Linked DNA regions of Lactuca sativa: region 1 is linked to region 2. A link is a contact called in public Hi-C data. All regions are on one chromosome and are shown on one strand. The core of a region is the stretch at or near the end of the contact, and the rest is flanking DNA. Distances in the headings are between cores, read along the strand shown. Region 1 holds the start of LOC111896985 (kinesin-like protein KIN-12B). Region 2 holds the start of LOC111896946 (transcription factor bHLH62).

Region 1 (4,140 bases), core at 1,257-3,756, 400 kb before region 2:
AGATATGCTGAAGGCCCGGTGCGGCGGACCAATCATGTTAAAGGTCATGTGAGCGGTCCAAATAGGCCGAAGGCCTGTAAGGGGTCCAGTCATGCTGAAGGCTCTGTGTGCATGTTGTTTTATATGTGTTATTTGTTTGTATGTTGATACTTTAGGGGACCTCACTAAGTTTTGGGCTGACAATTTTGGGTTATGTTTCAGGTACCTCAGATGATCGCGGGAAGGCGGAGGTGTAATCATGCACCTCCCCGTGTTTTGTTTTATGATTTTGGGAAAACTCTGATATTAAACATGTTTTGAAAACTATTTTGTAAACAATGATGATTTCTGGATTGGTTTTAAACGTTCAAAATTCTCTTGAATTTTATGGATGCTACAACTTGCTACCAAAAGCTTTGAAGAAGGAATTCAAGATTGTTTACTACAATAATCATCAAGGTAAATTTTCATCCTTATAAATTAGGTGTCATATACAAAAAGTTTTGTAGGATGATAGTTCATAGTATGTTGCCTTTACGTGAAAGACATAGATCCTTCGTAGGTTGCATGTGCCCTAATCATTTAACTGTTAAATGTTTTTCTGTTTAATGTGTCAACAAACTTTTCCTATCATTTTTTAACAAAGCATAATTGGTACGCATTGGCTACGACATAGCTGCACAACATTGTTTTTACTTGAGCTGGATCTTTAAATCTCATACCAAGTATGAGATTTTGTTTCTTCCAGTATGTTGACTCATTAAAAATGACATGAACTTGACTTCTGGGTTCACTTCCGTCCTCATCTTCTACATCATAGTTGGTATCCTCCTGCTCCCCCTCTTCTTGGGAACACAAGTTAGTCAAGAATTCATCATTACATGTCCTATTCATAATAATTATTTCCTCATTAAAATCCACTATCACATCCATAGGGTACCTATATCATCATCCCCACCACTAATGTAAGAGTCATGGTCATCATCTCCTCCTTCTGACTCAAACATATCATCTATTCCATCATCAATATGGTCCATATAAAAGGGATATTTGACCATCAATTCCATATGCATCAAAGATGGAACCTGCATATTCCATTTCATTCTAGATAGGTATAAGGCCACTCAAAAGGGGATCACCTGGCTCATTTTAGTATAACTTCTTACAATGTAGTTGCATGCAACGTTCGAGAAAAGTAATACATTTTGAGCGTGTCATACCGGAAAAATCATGATCTGTGAAGATGAATTTCATACTGTTAGTGTAAAATAAAGGACGATGAATAAACACCCCCTTAAAGTTCAGTTCAACTAACGAAAATATCGCATTGGGGTTCGAGGCTGACATAACTTCTTCTTCCTCCTACTTCACTTTGATCTGTGGAGGAATTGTAAACCACAACTCTGGTCGAAGGTTTTGGAGTATTGCTAATGAAAATGAAGACTACGAGTTGAACTTAAGTCCCTCTCAATTACACTCAACTCGTCTCATTTAAGTTGATAAATATGTGTAATTGCTATCGTGACCTACAATTTTCTTTTTATTCGTTTTTCTAATTAACACGTAAGCAAAGTAATCGGTTCATCTAATATTCTTGGTCAAAATGGCGTAGTTGACGGATAATTTGAAAGTTGAGGGATTAATTGCGCCAAAAAAAACTTGAGTGACCAGTCTGGGAAAAAACCAAAACTTAGTTGTGCTACAATGTCAATTTCCCGTTATTAAATGTCTCCTTCGAAAATATGTCACCAAGTATTACCTTCGAAAATTATATTAAATCTTCAAAACTTTTTTTGAAAAATGATTGGTTATTATATGTCCCCAAATATGTCACCAAGTAGTACCTTCTTAAATTACTTGTTATTTTTGAAAAATGATTGGTTATTATATGATATGTGTTTCTTTTACATGATCGATGTGTCAATATCCATATAGTCCATGTGTCAATATCCATATACAATAATTCTTAAATAATTTGTGGTCGTTCTTGTAATTATATATTATAGTTAATCATTTTGTGCGAATAATTATGCTTTGAATTAATTTTTAATGTTTGAACATCACAATAATTATTTTTAGAAAAAAAAAGAAAAAATCTCTAAAAACCATTTTATGTTCTAAGGTTTGATTAAATTAATGCTTCGTAACTATTTTATGTTATGGTTTTTTAAAAAAAAAATTAATAAGTTTTATATGAGATCATTCAATTGGTTTTAATAGATATTTTCAATAAAAACACATTGATGTATCCTAGTTTTAATTAAAATACATTGCAATAAAATGGTTATGAAATTAATTATTGCTATGAAATGGCTATGTAATATTAATTTTGGCAAAATCAGAATATTAAATGATTTTAATAAATAAAAATATAATATAAGAACTTTTTTGATTATTGAGAAATAACATCTTGAGTTTTTACGAGGTTAAGAAAAACACATCCATAAACGCCCTTAAATTGTAAAGATGTAAGGTATTAATTGCAACTTGCTTTAAGTTAAAGGGTGAAAATTGAATTTTTAGTCATCAGAAGAACGTTAGAGGAAACTCCATCGTCCCCATTTCGATTTCAAATTATTTCCTCTTTCAAAACCCTCTCCAACGGCTAATTTTCTCATTCTCTCTCTACAGTCCCCCCTCTCTACTCTGTAGGATAATCCTTTTCTCTACACACTGGATTAGGGTTTGTGAAGATGAAGAAGCCACCTAGAAGCCCGATATTGAGAGAGACTTCTTTCGATATGCCACCACAAAACCCTAGTTCAATGAAGCAGAATAGATCTTCAAATCGAAAACAGAAATCTTCCAAGGAAAATGCTCCGCCTTCCAATACGAACGTCATTCCAGATTCCTCTCATAATCCTTCTTTCACTGGTAAACCCTCTCCCTCAGTTGCTAGTAAATTGAAATCCCTGCTCCCACCGAGACCTCCTTCATCAAATCCTCTCAAGCGGAAGCTTGGTACTGAGTTTCAACCTGAAAATGGTGTCTCTGGATCTTCTGATACAGGGGTTAAGGTATGCATTTTTAAACCCTAATCCAGTGTTTTTTTTTTTGCTGGAAAATGTTTACAGTTTGCAGCCTTACAAAATGTCAGCTGAATCTGAAGTTTTTCTTTAGGTTATTGTAAGAGTGCGACCACAGAGTAAAAATGAAGAGGGAGAAACGATTGTTCAGAAGACTTCTGGTGATTCATTGTCGATACTTGGACAACAATTTACTTTTGATCATGTAGCAGACACAACCGCAACTCAGGCAAGTGGATTGTTCTTGTTAATTTAGTTTCCTTTTATATAAAAAACTCAGATTTTTTACTAATATTCTCGCCAAATGGTTTTTTCTTTCAGATAGATATATTCCAGCTTGTGGGAGCTCCTCTTGTTGAGAATTGTCTTGCTGGATTCAACAGTTCTATATTTGCATATGGACAGGTATCATTTCGTGTTTCCTTCATAGAAATAAGCTTTTAACGCTCCTATTTGTCTTAATTCATCACTGTACATTTGATTTTCATAGACTGGTAGTGGAAAGACCTTCACAATATGGGGACCCACCAATGCATTGTTGGAAGAAAATTCATCTAGCGATGAACAAGGCTTGACACCCAGAGTTTTTGAACGACTATTTTCTCGCATAAATGAGGTAACTTTACACATCTTTTTTATGGGTCCCAACCCCTTCTTACCTTGAAAAAGCAGGGTCAATTATGTAACTTTATCTCATGATTTACTTATTTCTTGTAGGAACAAGATAAACATGCTGACAAACAACTTATGTATCAGTGTCGCTGCTCTTTTCTTGAGGTAATAATCAATATGATCATTTATGATTGTTTGTTCTCACTTCATACTGATCCCAAAACATTTTATTTTCAGATATACAATGAACAAGTTACTGATTTGCTGAATCCATCACAAAAAAACCTTCATTTAAGAGAAGATACCAAAACCGGTGTTTATGTTGAAAATTTAACCGAATCTTCTATTTGCAATATGAAAGATGTGACAGAACTTCTCAAAAAGGTGTGTGATTTGTCAATTATCACTTTTATATGGTATCTTCTGCATTTGACTAATAGTCAAACACATTCAGAAAGCATATAATTTTCTAGAAATCTCGTTGATAATATAAAAATTATGCAGGGTTTGTCAAATAGGAAGA
Region 2 (4,277 bases), core at 1,091-3,590:
AAAGCTTTGTGCTTGATTTTGGCCAAACCCCATTTGTACAACACTCTGAAGATCATTTTCCCAGAACGCATTTGCCTGAAATCAATCGATTTTTTTAAAAAACAAAAACTTTACAAAATAATTTATTTTGTTCAAATCAGAAATAGTAAATTACTTCGCCAAAACCATCTGACTTCATGTTTGAATTACGATGCATCATTGCCATCAAAGGGTGTTCTTGTCCATCGGGAATCATTCCATAAAATGGCTGGACTGATGCGTCAATATGATTCATGACGTTTGACATGGATGCCCTTTGGAAAGTCTGAAAAATAGATAGAAAGGTATGGGAAATTACTAAAATGCCCCTTGATGAGATAGTTGGATATATTATGAAATTGAAAAGCGCTTACGTCTTTGGATAGAAGAGCTTCCATGTTCATATCTGTTCTTGGATTAACGGTTGCCAATTTCATTGACAAGAACTATTAAAAAGAAAATCGATATATTAATATTTATATAATTAAGAAAATTAATATATTTTTTATTTGAATTAGTCTGTATGTACCTCAACTTGTCTCTGCAATGATTGTACGTAATTTATAATCTCATCCAGCATTACAGCCTTTCCTGTCACCTTTAATTAAAAATAAAAAAATAAAAATCTCAAATTACAAACAATTTGTAAAAAATTTCAATGTATAATAAATAAATAAATGATTTTTTTTTTCTTTTTACCTTGTTGCAACCAGGAACAAGATCTTGAAGGAACTTCATCCTCTCACTTATCTTCTCTCTTCTGACCTAAAATTTCCAAAATAGAATGTCAATTGGTTTCATGACATAAAAGAAAAGAATGGAATGGAATTGAAACGAATGGAATGGAATTGACATACCCTTTCAGCAAGACTGTGACTATCCGTAGCTTGACCTCTTCTTGCTCGGACATGAATGTAGTCCTTCGGTGGCTCTGGTAGTTTTGCTGTTTCCTTCGTTTGCTTCTGATTCCCATTCCCATTCCCTTCTACCTTTTCCTTTTCCTTTTCCTTTTCTTTTTCTGTAGCATTACCTTCTTCATCCGACCTGCTTCTTTTTGCATCTGATTCCTCTTTTTCTTGTTCTACCACAGTCTGAAACAGAACAAAAAAAAGGTCTTTAATTTACAGAATTTCTTAAATATCAAAATTGGTTGTCGTGAAAGAGAAGAATTGAATGAATTTACCGTGGTGTCTTTTGTAGATTGAGCGCTGAATTGGGTTTCTTTTCCTTTCCCCTTCGGAATTGCCTTTCTCTTTCTGCCATTGGAACTGGTATGTTGACCTTTAATTCCGGTTTCCCCACCAGGGATCTGTTCGGATAAGGATGATTCCTCCATGGAATTATCCAATTCCTTGTTTTCTGAAGTCAACGACATGGATAACCTGCTGAATTTCTTATCAGAAGCCGGAATTGGAGTTCCAGTTCCTTCTTCTTGAATTCCCACGAACTGAGATCCAGTAGTCTTGAACGACTGATTACTTGACACTCTTGACAATTTTCCTGATTCCACCATATGGGGGAATTCGGATTCTTTCACCCCAAAATTCTTCCCACCAAAGCAAGAGAATCTGGCTGCTCTCTCGACAAATCCAGGATCTGCAGGGAAAGGGGCCAATGGTAATTGATGATTCCTGGGAATTGGCAAATTCCCTTGAATCTGATGATGATCCATTATTGACAAATTGAGCTTCGGTGGCGAATTCAATGGAGTATTGTAGCATGACGTGTTGGCGCTATTGTTTCCTTGTATACAAGACTGAGGTGAAATCTCCCCAGAATTACATATGCTTCCTAATCTACCAATCAATTCCCTGAGCACCACGTTCTCACCTCCACAACTCGGAATTGGGATTCCAGGATGCGAATTCACTGGAGATGAGACAATGGAACTCAAGGCAGATTCAAAGGGATCGCTCTGATCCATTGAATTATCCCAATTGCGATTGAAAAAGCAATTGGGAATCTGTTCGGAGCTACAATTCATTTCGCTAACTTGACTTTCAATTTCCATTCCGAAGACTGAATTCCAGGCGTGTGGAATCCCATTACCTTCAGTGCTAAAGAAGCTATCTTTTTCCATATTTGAAATAAGTGATCTGAATTTGTGATTGGTATTATCAAAATCCCAAAATGGGTGTCTGATTTTGGGGGAATTAAGAAAGGGAGATTGGAAACTTAATAATGTTGTTGGTTCTTGGAAGTCACTCAAGTCGAGTATGTGAAAGATAAAGGGGTTGTGTTGGAGAGCAGTTGGGTAATAACAGAAAAGCAGAAAGAAAAAAAAGGGGAAGAAAGTTGGAAAAAGATGGGGAAGGAAAGTGAAGAGGAAGCAATAAACAAAAGATTAAAAAAATAAAGAAGATGTCCCTTTCAACTTTCTTTTTTATTCAAATATAATAGGGTTAATGATATTACTAGCTAACAAAATATTTGAGATTTGTTTATCAATCATGCAAGGATTAATTATATTCGATAAAGCTCTAAACATTAAAAAAGTTTTAATGTTTGCAATATAAATACGACATCTTAAGTGGCTCCAACATGTCATTTTAATTTTTTTTCTAATGAGATATAACACTAACACATTACTTGTAAAAAAATATTTAGCAATCAAAGTTTTGATTGGGTCCAATGCAACAATAAATATTATGGGTGACAATCATGTAGTGTTCGGGTTAACATGTCATAAAAACTAAAACCGGACTTATATAAATATATATGTCGTCTTGCTCAAAGTTAACTCGGAATATTCTTAACATGTTAACCTGCATAACTCATTTAATTATACGAGTTTGTAGGTTCGTGGGGTCATATCCGTGTTCATAAGTCAGATTCAAGTTCACAAATCATGGGAAAAAAATCTAAATTTACGGATGTACTTGTTAGTCATACTCTTTAATTTATGTAATACATATATTTTTTACTTTTTTTTAAAACTAATAAAATAAGCGGGTTCATGGATCAACCCGAAAAATTATTTGCAAACCCAAAAACCATCTGTATAATAAATGGGTTGGTGAGTCAGAAAACTCAACCCAACCCTTTTTAGGCTGGGCGGATTCGTGGCATCATCTGCCGAACGCCACATCAGAAAAATGGGGGGAAGAAGCTCGGAAGAAGAAGAGACGGAGAATAGGAGGGGTGATCAGCCGAGTGAGGAAGAAGGATGAGACTCGACACATTTATATCGAGTTTGACCACTCAACTCATATATTTCCCCTTTTTTAATCTAATAAAATAAGCGGGTTCATGGATCAACCCGAAAAATTATTTGCAAACCCAAAAACGACCTACATAATAACTGGGTTGGCTAGTCAGAAAACTCAACCCAACCATGTTTAGACTAGGCGAAGTCATGAAAGCATCTGTCGAACGCCACATTAGAAAAATGGGGGGAAGAAGCTCGGGAGAATAAGAGAGGGAGAGGAGGAGGGGCGGTCTGCCGAGTGAGGAAGAAAAAAGGAGGAAGAGGGGAGGAAGAAGAATGAGGACACATTTCTATCGATTTTAGCTACTCAACTCGTCATGCCGAGTTGGTGGCCTAGTGTTCACCAAGTCCAAATCAGGTTTTGTTGAGGAAGACTGAAGCCACTCCGACAAACCTTATATTTATGTCGGGTTCGTAGCTGGTCACAGGTCTTGTCATGAATTGTTGCAATGCTAATCATCAATAAAATACATCTCTTCTTGATTAGTAACTTTAATACCATCACAATCTCATAAGAAAAGTTTAGGCTAAGAATATCACATGACACATCACCTCCGTTTCAAGAATAAAAATACAAACAAATGGGTATTTTTGTAGGTTTTGGACATCTAAAAATTACGGCGTTTGATAATTTTCCTATAACAAACCGGATAAATAACTTCATATATAAATTTAATCATAAAACAAATTATATTTAATCATAAAATAAAATACATATCATAACCAAATAAATTATATCAGATTGTTTACATTTACATTTAATATAACAAAATTTAAATGTAAAAAAAGAAAATTATATTTAATCATAAATTATATATATCATAAAATTTATATTTATATTTATATCATAAAATAAAATTTATATTTATATGTAGGATAAATTGTATTTAATCATAAATGTTTAGGGTTTTATTAAACCTACTAGTTTATAACCCGTGAAAACCACGGTTATAAAATTAATTAAACTTTTATATTAAAAAATCAAAATTATTAAACAATTATTTTAAATAAATTATTACTTAAGAGATATTTTTTACTTATATAAAATTAT

Evidence for each region. A called contact is a pair of places that touch in the nucleus more often than the background predicts.
Region 1: a Hi-C map of seed shows a contact between it and region 2, with 4 times the contacts expected there. The contact joins the promoter of LOC111896985 here to the promoter of LOC111896946 in region 2. A contact is called at or near these places in 4 of 4 Hi-C or Micro-C datasets (bud, leaf and seed).

What each region holds. Positions count from the first base shown.
Region 1 is chr1:89,244,710-89,248,849 of Lsat_Salinas_v11, reverse strand. It overlaps LOC111896985 (kinesin-like protein KIN-12B), which reads left to right and starts at 2,506. Exons shown (of 15, transcript XM_023892961.3): 1 at 2,506-2,996; 2 at 3,100-3,234; 3 at 3,327-3,410; 4 at 3,496-3,621; 5 at 3,723-3,782; 6 at 3,855-4,001; 7 at 4,122-4,140. The coding sequence starts at 2,673.
Region 2 is chr1:88,846,994-88,851,270 of Lsat_Salinas_v11, reverse strand. It overlaps LOC111896946 (transcription factor bHLH62), which reads right to left and starts at 2,340. Exons shown (of 8, transcript XM_023892920.2): 1 at 1,202-2,340; 2 at 876-1,109; 3 at 718-783; 4 at 548-616; 5 at 393-464; 6 at 155-304; 7 at 1-75. The coding sequence starts at 2,098.